2 separate regions of the Ovis aries genome follow, and region 2 is linked to region 1. The links are chromatin contacts, called in public Hi-C maps. All regions are on one chromosome and are shown on one strand. The core of a region is the stretch at or near the end of the contact, and the rest is flanking DNA. Distances in the headings are between cores, read along the strand shown. Region 1 has its middle 160 kb from the start of SESN3. Region 2 holds the start of SESN3 (sestrin 3).

Region 1 (2,601 bases), core at 51-2,550:
TTTTACAAGCTTAAGGAATTTATACCGAGTGTTATTTTTTGTTCCTAGTTAAGCAACACTATAATAAAAACAATTTAAATCAACACTGAGGGAGCTGTGAAAATCTCTCCCTTTATAAGCACATTACTTAGAGAACTACTGATACACAGCTTCACATCGGGTCCTCCCCACAACCCCGTGAAGCTTGCATTCTTATCCTAGTTTATAGAATAAGAAATGCAGGCTTGAAGAGATAAATATACAGCCCATGTGAACAGATCCAGGAAGTGACAGGGCCAGATGCAAACCAGGGTTTGATTCAAAGTCTAGAGCTCTTTCCTGGAAACTTCTCCTTCTTAGCAACGAGACTTTATTTCGCACATTCAGCAGAAATGTTATTTATCATATGTTATATGTCTCATCTTAGGACAATGATATTCAAACTTAAGGGTTTTAAAAATAATTCCCCGGAGAGTTTCTCAACCTATTTCGGCAAGCTTGGCAAGGCAGCCAGCATCTGAATTAGATTTAGTATAAAGGTTTGAAGCATTAAAAAAAAAATTTTGAATCATATTGTGCCCCATGTGCTTTTCAGATAAAACTCAGGAGATCCTAGGACTGAGGGAAAGCAGAAAGAATGAGGTGGGGGCTGAAGGGGAGGGGAAGAGGGAGGGTTAGAGCCAAGGGAGAAAACCAGAGGTAGTTAAACTAGCTCAAGCTTGCAACCCTGGAGGTATGAAAGCTACTTTTAAAAAGTAGCTGTTTTAAAAAGTCTAACATGGAGAAAGAAACACAGGCATATGTAAACATCAAACTTCTTTGCTTTGGCTGTAATAATATTAACTTAGTGAGGGTATCATGGGTTTGCTCATGCTGAATAGAAAATCAGATGAAAAGTTATAAATGATTGGGGTTAATAAAATTAGGAAAATAAATGGTCTATTTACTAAATTGCATTTGTTGAATAAATAAAATCTTCAAAAACATTTTTTGTTCAAACAGTAATTATTGTGAGTCGACTGTGTGGTATGCAGTGGGTACACAGATATGAATTACACAGAGTCCAGCCCCTTGAGGGCGTGTGTGTGTGTGTGTGTGTGTGTGTGTGTGTGTGTGTGAAGGCAGGGGTTGCTGACAGACACAGGACAGCATTTACAATTCAATGTGAAAGTGCAATGATGGGATAATGTATAGAGGATTAGAGGACCGGGCAAGATCCAAGCAAAAAGAATCCTAACTTGGCCATGGGGTTGGGATGAGGTCGCTGGATCAGAGAAGGCCTTCTGCAGCAGTTAGGAAATGGGCTGAATCACACAGGATGAGTCAGAGAGAAGGGGAATGAAGTTTGGCCACAGGGAATTGTGGTGGTAAATGCCTGGAGGTAACAAGCCACATGGGTTGATAGAGAATTATGAGCAGATAAGTGTTGCTGGTGCATTAATGGTGTAGTGAGATTTGGGAAATCTTGTAGGGGACCAGATATGGGAAGTCATTTGTAGAAGGGGACCATAAAATTTATCAACTGAACTAGAACACTTTTGAGAAAGAAAGGAGGTCACTTCTGATAATTATAGAACAGGTACAAATAGGTAAACTCAGAGGCCTTACTTGAAAGTCATGGCAAGCTTAGACTCCCTCATTGAGTGGTGAGGAGTCATTGATGGTTTTCAGAAAAGAAGTAACATGATGACGTTTGAGATTAAAATAGATTTTATGTGTAGTGAAGTCAAGAAAGGAGAAGATAAAGGAAAGCTCTATACTCCAGATATATTTATTCAAGAAATCCTGAGAGCTGCCATTTGTTGGCACTATACAAAGCTTAGGCATCCAATAGGAACAAAACTATAATTGATTCCTGCCTTTGGGATGTTTACAATTTTGTGAAGAGAACTATTGACTAATCTAATACCACACAAATAATTGTGAAACTGCAAATGTGATGATGCTATGAAGGAGAGGTCACTGATGCCATAAAAACATGTCTTAGGGGATGGCGAGGTAAAAAAGGAGTTGTTGTTGTTCAGTTGCTCAGTCATGTTTGACCTTTTGTGACCCTATGGCAGTGTACCAGCCTTTCCTGTCCTTCACTATCTCTCAGAATTTGCTCAAACTCATGTCCATTGAGTTGGTGATGCCATCCAACCATGTCATCCTCTGTCACCCCCTTCTCCTCCTACCTTCAGCCTTTCCCTGGATCAGGGTCTTTTCCAACAAGTCGGTCGGCTCTTCACATCAAGTGGTCTAAGTATTGGAGCTTCAGCTCCAGCATCAGTCCTTCCAATGAATATTCAGGGTTGATTTCCTTTAGGATTGACTGGTTTGACCTCTTTGCTGTTCAAGGGACTCTCAAGAGTCTTCCCCAACACCACAGTTCAAAAGCGTCAATTCTTTGGCACTCATCTTCTTTATGGTCCGACTCTCACAACTGTACTTGACTACTGAAAAAATCATAGTTTTTACTATACAGACCTTTGTTGGCAAAGTGATGTCTCTGCTTTTTAATATGCTGTCTAGGTTTGTCATAGCTTTTCTTTCAAGGAGTAAGTGTCTTTTAATTTCATGGCTGCAGTTACTGTCCACGGTGATTTTGGAGCCCAAGAAAATAAAGTCTGTCACAGTTTC
Region 2 (2,601 bases), core at 76-2,575, 160 kb before region 1:
AAAGAAATTGACTAAAAACGGTGCCGTATTCATCTTAGCCTTTCAGTCCAGAAGCATTTGCAAAGCTCAGCAATTTTAATTCATTTGTACTGAACAAACAGAAGCACCTCAACTACTGTTTCCACTTAATGAAATGTAAAAATAGTCTCGAGAAGAATAAGCTAATTATAATATAACCCAATGGCGGCTGTTAAAGTCTGATTAAAAGCTTTTCTAGGTCTAAAGCGACATCTTTTCATACCGCATCCCCCGCCCCCGCCCCCGCCCCAACCCTTAACGGAGCGATTAAGCCAAGTGAGCTAAACAAAACTGGAGTAAACTTTCTATCAATCACTCTGGGAAGCAATAAACTGATTGCGCGTCTGATTTTTCTGGAGCAACACCAGGGTGCGGGGGTTGGGGGGGAACGGGGGATGGGGGGTAAGCGCTAAAAAGGGACAACTCACGTCCACCCTCGTCTCCACCTCCCCCAGTCCCAGCTTGAGGAACCGTAACGTCGAACAGCGTTTCCCATGGGCATAAAGTTCAAGCTGCTTTACCAGTTTCTTTCGGGATCGACCCAGAGCCACAAGACGACCATCAACAAGAAGGTTTTAAAAAAAAAGAGTATTCGGGTAGAGCGTGCAGAAGCAAAACCGAAATAAACAAAAACAACACCCGCAGGAGTTAGCCGCAGCCGAGAGGGAACCAGGTTCCTCTGGACCAGACCAGTTCTGATTTCACACCGACTTGCACCCAGAACACCGGGAGGAGGACCGAACAGGTCCGTCACCCCTCCGCCCGAGGAGAGGGAATGAGGGGGGGCAAGGTAGCTAGGTGAACGGAGGGACGGACAGCAAGCACCCCCAAACCCCCAGCCCCGGGGGCCAAGCGCTGCCCCGGCAGGAATCAAAAGCCCAGCAGGCTAGCGCCTCCGTTCGCGGCTCAGGCCCCCTTCTGGGGGTCCGGCGGAGAGGCCCCGGGGTCCCTCGGCCGCCGCGGGCAGGAAGCGCCCCTCGGGGCCGGCCCCGAGCCGAGCCCGTACCTTCCGCAGCACTTTCCGGCAGTTGGTACAGAGCAGGTAGCTGGCGGCGGCCGACGGGCTGCTGCCGCCGCGGTTCATCGCGGCTGCGGGCGCGCGGGCACCGCGGGCGGGCGGCGGGCCGGGGCCGGGCTGTCACTGCGGCCGCCCGCGCCGCTGCGGGGCCCAGACTGTCCCCCTCACACGCCCCGCAGGCCGCGCCTCTAGCCTCAGCCTCCTCGGGGCAGGAGGACGGGACGGGGCGGCGACGGCCGGAGAGCGGGCGGCTGCCCGCAGCGACCCCCGCGGCGGCTGCCGGAGCGACGGCGGAGACGGCGGCGGCGGCTCCTCAGCGGCGCGTCGTCCAGCCCGCCCCCATCCCGCAGACCCCCGCCCCCGCCCGGCCAGGACCAGCAGCCGCCGCCGCCGCCGCCGCCGCCGCCGCCGCCGCCGCAGCCGCAGCGCCTCAGCGCCTCCGCGCGGCCCCGCCCCCGCCGCCTCAGCGCCTTCACCACCTCCGCGCCCCGGCACCGCCCCCTCCCGCCAGTCGGGCCGCCCCGGCCACGCCCCCCGGCGCCAGCCCGCAGCCAATGAGCGGCTGTAGTCGGCTGGGCGCGGCGCCCGCCAATCACAGGCGCCGAGGACGCCTCGAATCTCCGGGCAAGTTAAGTTTGTCTCCGAGGCTCCGAACTGCAGGGAGACGGCGGGTTAGTTCGGTAGCCGGGTGGGAGGGAACCGAGTTTGCGCGGCTCCGCCAATAAGGGGAAGGGGGTGTGTCACATGCAAATAACCCCGTGGAACCCAGCCCCTCCCCTAAGGCCAGCCACAGCCCCTGCGCTAGGTCCCCGCTGAAATGGGGCGGGAATGAGATAAATAGCTGGGAGCTAGAGTTCGCTAGAGGGTCTAAGACTCGACTAAATGTTTCCTATTTCTTGAGAAAGACGGTGGGGGTGGGGGGAGCTAAAACGGTGGTTAGGCTTTCTCTTTCTTACCCAGAATCTTAGCTGGAAAGAAGACTGCAGTCCTGTAGCAGTTGGCAGCCAAGGATCTCAAAGAACTTTATGCATCGCTTATCCTTGTTTTGCAAAAGACCAGTTACCTAAAGCTTCGGCACCGGGTGGGGGATAGATGTTTAGGTATATTTACACCATTAGTCGGTTACAGGGAAACAAAAGCCTCAAAACCTGTGGGTTAGCGGTTTCCTCCTCCATCTAAAGCCCCTTCTCGTCGTAGTCTCTCAGCAACGAAAATTCTTTAATTTGTCCAGCTCTACAAGGCCAAAGAGACAGGTTTGTCTTCCACCCCAAGGTCCTTCTGGGGCAGCTGGTTAGATAAACGCAGAGCTCGGAGCCCTGCCTGGGAACGAAGCTTCAGAGAACAAATTGCCATTTAAAGCTGTTGGGCTAGACCTGCCTCTTGCAAAGCTACAAATGAATTCAGGATTTTGGTGTTCACGTTCTGGGGAGAGTAAGCAGATGTAACTGGGGGAAACTCAAGCTTTCAGGGTGTGGAGGGGGACAGACAAGTGGGAGAGTAAGGTCTCCAGAGGGGCTAGCAGCGCTCATGCTGGTCGAAGGCGGGTTCCGACGCGAGACACCCCG

The links. Hi-C and Micro-C count contacts between places; a contact is called where the count stands out from the background.
Region 2: a Hi-C map of tail adipose tissue shows a contact between it and region 1, with 2.1 times the contacts expected there. The contact joins the promoter of SESN3 here to the enhancer-like site in region 1. A contact is called at or near these places in 2 of 16 Hi-C or Micro-C datasets (skin fibroblasts and tail adipose tissue).

The regions. Positions count from the first base shown.
Region 1 is chr15:14,664,535-14,667,135 of ARS-UI_Ramb_v3.0, reverse strand. No RefSeq gene overlaps it. Among named protein-coding and RNA genes, the nearest start is that of SESN3, 160 kb to the left of the region's middle. Within about 2 kb of position 1,300, at least 5 of the 54 cell types and tissues checked have an H3K27ac peak or open chromatin away from gene starts, as enhancers often do. A contact at or near this core is called in tail adipose tissue, where this site is marked.
Region 2 is chr15:14,824,771-14,827,371 of ARS-UI_Ramb_v3.0, reverse strand. It overlaps SESN3 (sestrin 3), which reads right to left and starts at 1,325. Exons shown (of 10, transcript XM_015100885.3): 1 at 1,025-1,325. The coding sequence starts at 1,102.